Regions from separate parts of the Dromaius novaehollandiae genome. Here region 1 is linked to region 2. Evidence: chromatin contacts called from public Hi-C data. All regions are on one chromosome and are shown on one strand. The core of a region is the stretch at or near the end of the contact, and the rest is flanking DNA. Distances in the headings are between cores, read along the strand shown.

Region 1 (4,189 bases), core at 536-3,035, 170 kb before region 2:
TTTTAGGGAGCAATTCTGGCAATGCATCTGTGCAGTAGGTTTGTCCTACCAAGCACCTGTGAAGCATTCACACCATCCTGGGAAAGCAGGTGGGAGAAGAGCTGCCACAGCAAGTGCTACATAGATGCTCACTCGGCTGAACCGCTGGCTGCTCTGCACTGACTCATCCTCTCTGGCTGGCTTGGCCTATAGAGTTTAGCAAATAGATTTCTGCTTCACCCACAGAGAATAAAACATCAAGTTCCCCTCGCAAGTCTCATCAAAATCGCGTAGGTCATTTATATCTCATGCCCCTTTGGAAGATGGTTGGCAATCATCCCTTGTAGTGGTCAGTAACTGAACAAGGTGCTTCAGGGTTGCCATTGCAGTGTGAAAACATTGGCCTGAGAGTTTTAATGTTTATAAACATAACAGGATGCAATTAGCACTTGTAACTCATCCCTAAGATAACTGAGAATGGGAACACACGTTTCAGAAGAGAAATTTGAGCATGTAGTTATTAAAATGGCTTAAATAAGAACATATGTTGGAAGAATCAGAAGGAAAACCCATAAGGTTGGATTTTCAGACCTTTATCCTACACACTAGAGAAGAAGTTATCTGATTTTATTCCTCTAATAGTCCATGATCCATGGGAAAATACTTCTATAAAGCAGCCATCAACTAATTAATAACTTTCTGGCTATAGTTGCCTACTTCTAATCCATCTTTTCGCACACATTCAAATAGGTTAAGGCAGCATAATTCTAACCTCAGATCCACTTGATGGGCAGCTCATTTGTTGTGACGGAAGAGGCCTTGAAGAACTGCCTGCTACCCACTTACTTTCAAGGTAAATGACACAAACTGCAAATCAAGGATACCATTAAGAGCTGCCCTTATAAAGCAAGGGTTTGGTTCAGGGCTGTCTGATTGAGTATGCATTGGATCAGGCCCAGATTGCAATCTGTTTGCATATTTCCCAAACAAATGCCGGTATGTAAAATGCCCATGAATGCAAATGTGTTGTTTTGTTTTGTTTTTTTTAATTTGTATAATTTAACAGAGGGTGGCTTAAAAATGAATGCCCACAATAGGATTATACAATATTCTCAGGGGTTCAAACAAGTTGCTGTCTGCCTAAGGGAAGACTAATCTAATGATTAAAGCGTAACCTCCAGAGAGGAGGAAATCATAGCTGTATTCCTCAAATGGCCACATATTTGTGAAGTCACCAAACTTTCCACACCTCTGCCCTCCGAACAGGGACAGATCCTCTTTGCCCCACATCACCAGCACATTTGTGTATGTGTGTTGACTTCAGAGCAACATGAGTGAAGTGGTGTTGAACAGCAAACTACCTTCTGACTTGGTTCCATATATGCATTTACTTTTGTGCCATGGATAGAACAGTACCCAGTGCACATATGTCTTTGCTTATAGCATAAATTTCTTACCCCTTCCATGCCTTTCCTTCCCTTCCCCCACTGCTCTCTCTTTTCTTAGGCATTCATAGTTATCATTCCCAAGAATATCTGAAACAACAGGATGGCATCACCCTACAGCTCCCCCTTTCCCGGACTCTCTCGAGAAGCTGCGTGTCATATTGTCAGTGTTTTATATATTTACACCAACAGAGGAGGCCTGGGATGTGGGCTTTTTCGTTTATATGAGTCTCACCGCCACAGGGGGTATTTAACTTTCTGCCCTGGTTGCTGTAATTCTCTCTCCAGTGGATATACAGTTCAGATCAGGTTCCTATTGCTGTGATGACAGGCATTCAGCAGGCACTGTAATTGCAGAGTTAAAACAGCTCATTTTCTTACTGGCAAGCTGTAGTTAAAGAGGTGCTAGGAGGCAGCCTGGCTGTCTGCAGAGAAACTGATCAAAGCACTGAAAGGCATCTGGCTTGTCTCTGTTTTCTTTCACCACCCCCCTTGCTGATGGAGGGGAAAAAAAGAGAGAATGAGAGAAAAGGAGAAAAAAAAGAGAAAGGAAAAAAAAAGAATGAAAAAACCTACTAAAAAAGGAATTTATGAAAATGAATACTTGCCCCTTTCCTGAGGGTAAAAGGCAGTGTCTTATTAGAGAAATTAAACATATTTGAGTTTGGTTATTTTTTTAACTCTTCAGTTTTTTTTTTAATGAGAAAATTGGGGCTTGTGAATGCTCATTTATGTCTATTTCCATTAGTCTTTTCCTGAAAGATAGCTTAACTGTCAGGTAGCACTTTTCACACTGGAGGGAATTCCTAAAGGATAGCAAACTTTCCCCATCTCTATATCAATTTCATTCTTCATTATCAGACTCAGCTTTTTCCCCTTCTGACCTCTACCCTTCCCTGAAGGACATATTGCTATAGCCAGAATGCAAGGGACAATTGGATTCTGTACCCTGGATTAATTAAAAAAGCAAAAATGAAACACATTCTTGCTTTCCTTTAATTGTTCTAATTTACTCCAATTCTTCCTGTCATAAATTCCAGCAAATCACAAAGGAAAAGGTAGAGTTGACAAACCACTTGAGCTGTTCATTTGAAGGATAAAAGAAGGAAAAAACTCTAAAAGCAGGGGAAGAAATCTATCAAATAAATTGAGATCAAGGATCCAAAAGCTACTGACAAGTCAATCAAAACATTTTCCCAGTGAGGTAAAGGAGATCCCAGGCAAGAATTGGCTCTGTCTCCAAATAAGAAAAGAGACATTCCATCTTGGGGAAAAGTACCATTCAAGTGAAAATAACTGAAATGTGGGAATCACTTTCTATGAGACAAAGGAATTAAAGATTATCAGGACAGTAAGAGCTAGCAGCTGAGGGAAATCCAGTCTCCTCCAGCAGTTCTGCTAAGTTCCTGCTTATGAAGGCTTTGAAAGGAAAATGCATGGAACATGATCCATTACATACTATTCGACAACATTTTTCAGCCAGGTTTCCAGGCTAGCACAGTGCAAAAGCAGCAGTATTTCTGCTGTCTCTTTTGAGCCTTCAGTCATTAGAAACTCATCAGGGAGAGGGTTCATTCTCGCTTTTGCTCCCCTTGCACTTCATTTTTTTTCATTCACTATCTCCTGACAGTGACACCACCATCTTCCCATGGACAAAAGAGGATTTCAGAGTCTTCGAAAGAAGAAAACAAACTTGGTAACTCAACAAGGAGCCTAGACAGGCAATGTTGCAAATTAAGTTGAAAGAGGCCCAGTTACTGCACCATTATTTGATTTCCCCTTCTCTAATCCCTTGCTTGTAATTAGCATAATTTATTAACATATTAGAGCCATGCATGTGAACCCTCTTTATAGTTGCTGAGTGCTCCCTGAGGCTGCCTAGTGAAAGCTTTTCCCCACTGTTTAATAATATGTTACATAAGGAAAACCAGCTTCTGATATCATTTAAATTATGACTTTCCTTTCTGCCTCTGAACACTCATTTCCTTTAAATGAGGTTAATTTCCTTAAAGAATGAAAATCCTCCGATTTCAGTTTTCCATTCATTAGACCCCCTTAGTTCAACATGAAAAAGTCACGCGGCCAAGAGGGGGAAAAAAAAAAAAAAAAAAACTCCCATTGAACTTCAAACACAACCACCCTGAGAAGGGGCTTTCTGTGATCCTGGCCAGTCCTCTCCTTTCTGGCCAGAGAAGGGCAGTATGCAGGCTGTTAGGAGATCGAGATGGACAAGCCACTAGTTTCTCCTCTCCAGCATGTAAGGTCCTCTGAATGTTAAGGGCACTTACAGAGGCACAAACACACAGGGCTCCTCTGGTGGGTCACACAATGATTTAATGGGCCAACAGCCAAACATAGATTTCTTCGTATCTCCCCCAGACATTTTCTTTCCTTGACATTAATCTGGTGCTGATACACAGGGAGAAGGAAGGGCTAGCAGAGCTGTCCCCATCCCCTCCATCACTATCTCTGCCTGATGTGGGTCCATTTCTGTGCTGCAGGACATACCCATAGCCACAAGACTGCACAGCCCTTGACCACTTAAATCTGACGTTCATCGTCACTCCTCGCTCTCCTGTATTAAGCTTACTGCTCACATCGCTCACAGATCACCCCTTCAGCTCTTTATCATTGTTTTTTTTCTTGCCTTTATTCTTCCAGTTTTTCTGCAGCTCTGTGGCACTGTGATAGCCCAAACCAAATGCAGTTTCAGGAGATGTCCCAAAACATCTGTTGAAATATGGCATTTCCTGTGAGCTCCTCCA
Region 2 (4,082 bases), core at 1,161-3,660:
CCTTCAAAGCCCATTGACGCAAGTGGACAGCCCTATTCATTAGCTCTAGAGCTATTATCCTCTGTCGACTTTGGGCCAGGTTCTGTGATTTAGGGTAGTGATTTTCAGGAGGCAAAGCAAAAATGGGCTTTGAACTTCTCAAACTCTGAAGCATGCCTGCAAGCTGGTTAGGTCTGTGCTGCTCAGTCTTGCTGCTGCAAATGCCTAGGTGCTGCTTTGAGAGCTGTGCGTGAGACCAGCAGGCACAGAGCAGCCTACCATTATTCACCTACCTTTATATTTACCTACCATTATGCGATAAATGTATTCTGGTCCTGATCTATAGCTGGTGAAGTCAAACGGACCTACCTTCCACTCAGTCTTCCACCTGTAGTCACATTTCTTACGTCAAATATTTACTCCCCCCCCACACCAAAAACAAACCCAAAATAAAGGGAAATCAAATCAGAAATTGAAACAATTCATTATAATAAAGCCAGTTATTTTCTATTTGGAAACAGCCATTTATGCCCTGTTTAAAGCATTTTTAGTTAACAGTGGAAGAAAATCTCAGCCACAGAGATCTTATTTTCATGGGAAGCAACTGATTCATTTATTAAGGTCTGAAATTTTTTTTCCCAAGACCTAGCTCTATAATTTTTCTGGTGTTGTTTTAACTTACAGCCAAATGAAATAATTATAAATGGCAGAGTTAACAACAGAGTTTACAAAGACAATATTATAGATATCATTAGTGTATGTATTCAGCCAGACATGTTTGGATTTTTCTTTGCAGCTCTGGAGCACACGATGAACAACCGATGGCTGTTGCTGAATCGTCATGCTTGCTCAGAAAAACGTGTAGTTCATACTGAAGAACAAGACCTTGTGTTTTGCCAGAAATAAAAGAAACTTCAAGCAAATAGTGTCTAAAGTTGAGGACAGGTGATTTAAATTTACCAGTACTGTCCTTATAACTGTTGACTTGCAAAAGTATGAGTGGAATGAGAGGGAAAACATTTCCTTGGTTTCATTCCTTTGTGTCATTCCTCATCATAATGTAATTTAAGCGCTGCATTTTATACTGTTGCTTTGCAGGTTGCCTGTTTTTAAAGTTACACTGTCACATAAAATCAAACAATGCTTTACCTCTGCAATGAATAACACTTCCAGCTACTAAAACTGATTGTTAAAGTGTCGTGTTAGTTCATTCCATAAATCACCAGTGAAATCCTGACCTTACTGAAATCAATGGAGGTTTGCCACCAACTCTCATGGGGCCAGAATTTAGCCTCAAGACTTGATAAATATCCAGATTGAACAATATCTCCAATTACTTTCTTAGGTTGGGCAAATGAATTCCTTTCTCTCATTCCTTTTCTGCTTTCATAGTCCCTCACATCTTCAATAGGGCACTTGGGCTGCTGGGCCGTCAGCCTGACAAACTGCCAAGAGGCAGTCTGATATATAACTACTGGTAAGGCGCTTCATCCTGCAAACACTTCAGCACATACAGAGCTTTATCATATAGGTGATTCCACTGGAGCCATGGGCCAGCTTTGTCATAGCTGACATAGCTGTGGCTGAGGCTACTACCCATTTTACATCTAAGTGTCAGAGGCAGAAACAAAGCACAAAATATTTTCTCTTTTCTTTCACTAAGGGAGTGAGTAATAAGCTCAGTACTTATTTATGTAGCCTTAGACAATGAAGGGAAAATACTTTGCTCTTTGTTTTTGCCCAAATCATTCTAATTGCCTCCTGGAAAGTCCACTTCATCAAAGGAAAGCACATTTGAAAAAACAACTGGGAAGTTCATCACTTATAGGTTGAAAAAGCAGCATTTGTTTCTCTAATCACACTTTCCAGGACTGATGTGTTCATTACAGTATGTTTACTCATGCTGCATCTAATTTAGATTTAAATAGCAGTCATTCATCTATTTAATGCCTTTATTTAAAAATTAGAAATAAGCCTAAGAAAAATCCTGAGATCTCACCTCCCCTTACCTCTGGGAAGTTTTGATCCAAACTCAGTGGTTTGTACTCTTCTCTATTGAGCGATAGATGTACATCAGGTCAGGGCATTAGCTTTGGGCCTTCCTTTACAACCATCATCCTGGGAGATGTAAAGCTAGGCAGTTAGTCTCTCTGCTTGCCTCTGCTGCCATTTAAAAAAATGTGGTGTTAGAGCAGCACCTTGCCCCAGACTTGCCTGGCAAGCAGGGCGCAGAGATGCAGCATTGCTGGGAGTCCTGCTGGTATGCAGGGTAGAAGCGCTCACTTTAAAATGCTTTTTGACACAAGTCCGTGGGCTTATTTCATTGCCATCCCAAAGCCTGGAATCAAACGCAGAGTGTATCGGATGTCTCCAGCAGCAACTAAACTCATGCACTCTTGTAAATCTCCCTCGTAATCCCCCTGCTGCTGACACTTTATTAGCCCGGCATTCCGGGCTGTGCTTTACTAGGGCACCTCTAACTGATTGCAGATGGTATTTCTGTGCTAGGGTTCAGATGTGCTACCAAATAGCTGTCTTCATATTTTCCATGCTTTGCCTCATTTGTCAGATCGGTTTTAACCCTGTTGTGTTCAGGATGTTGCCCACCTCGACTAAGCAGATGTATGTGGACAGGACAGCCCAGGCAAAGGCCAGGTATTTTCACAGCTGTCAGGCTACTTCTCTTTGCTGTACCAGGGAAACTCCTTGAGCTTAAAAGCCTGGTGCATTGAGTCTCCATGAAGAAATGCTTAGCAGGGTGAGGAAGCATGTTAATCTTCCATCAGTACTGGGAAACAGGGAATTGCACAGAGCTGCCCAAAGTGGTAGAGAAATGAGAGGATGAATCCACACCATGCAGATTTACTGTCTCAGATGCAGTATAGCTTGGACTCTCAGCAGGTCTCATTAGCACATAGGAAGAGCTATTGGCTAAGCTACAGGAAGTTTCTGGATTAATAGTGCCTATTAATGCCATATTAGCATAAATACATTGCCTCCAGACCTAACCTGGCTCGTAACACCCAGCTCGGGGTCTCTCTCCTCTGAGCTCCCCCACATTTGCAGCCCAGTGCTGGTGCTGGCAAAGTGAGTCCAGGTTTGCCAGCATCCCTTCTTGCTCAGATATCTGTAGTGAGGAGAGCACATGCAACATTCTCTTTTCCCATCCAGTCTTTACTCAAGCATCCTCTGGCCGTCTATTCTCAAGGATACTGAAAAACCAACTTTTCTATGTCTCCATGCCTTTTAGTAACAAAGATCCTTTGACAGGTACAGTCCTGTTGAATGCAGGCTGAAAGTCTGGACTGCCTGTCTGATCTTTAAATTTTATGCTGCAAATCCCACATAATGTCCATAGCATCAATAGTGGTGGGCTAGATAAATTGTACGCTCCATATCTTTCTTAATGAACTGGAATTAGTGCTACCCAGAGTGTTAGTTTAGTTTTTCTGTTTAAATTAATACTGAATTAAAGCTCTGCACTGCTTGCTTGTTCAAATCATAAATGTGACATGGGATGTTCTTCATCCATATATGATGGCCTTACTCCTACGAGGCAATGGGCATCCCAGACATTATCTGCAAGAATTTCAGAATGAACAACTATTTGTGAGTAAAGGGCTTTCGAATTTCAGGTTGGAGAAGCAATGGTAGTCAAGGGAAGCAGTGTTAGAAATTTCCTGAAAATGGGAATACATTCCAGGTAATATCCAGGGAATCTGCTGCCCCACCAATTGTGAGGAACACTTCAATTCAGTACATAAATTGATTTAAAAGGGATTTTTTAAAACCAAGGCCCAGTACATGCGTATTTTAAACCATTAATTTAATTAATCACTTTGCATGAGAAATGCTTGCCACAAGCATTAAAATATCTAAGGAAGGCTCATAATTGTCTAGTCAAATGCACACAAGTGTTTTTATAACAGTTATTTGGTAGAAGCTCAGATTTCTCTGGTTAAATTAAGTGTAATGAAGACAGTAAGTCTGTGACAAACAAGTTGTGTTAACCTGTGTTTCCAGGTGGGACACACCAGAGAAAGGCTTGCTCATGCCATCCGTTGGTTTTGCTCTATTAACCCACATTGTCCAGAGAAACTGCT

Evidence for each region. Hi-C and Micro-C count contacts between places; a contact is called where the count stands out from the background.
Region 1: a Hi-C map of ovary shows a contact between it and region 2, with 4 times the contacts expected there. The contact joins two enhancer-like sites. A contact is called at or near these places in 3 of 4 Hi-C or Micro-C datasets (brain, liver and ovary).

What each region holds. Positions count from the first base shown.
Region 1 is chr15:15,059,982-15,064,170 of bDroNov1.hap1, reverse strand. No RefSeq gene overlaps it. Among named protein-coding and RNA genes, the nearest start is that of MSX2, 130 kb to the right of the region's middle. Within about 2 kb of position 1,785, at least 1 of the 2 cell types and tissues checked has open chromatin away from gene starts, as enhancers often do.
Region 2 is chr15:14,888,914-14,892,995 of bDroNov1.hap1, reverse strand. No RefSeq gene overlaps it. Among named protein-coding and RNA genes, the nearest start is that of MSX2, 41 kb to the left of the region's middle. Within about 2 kb of position 2,410, at least 2 of the 2 cell types and tissues checked have open chromatin away from gene starts, as enhancers often do.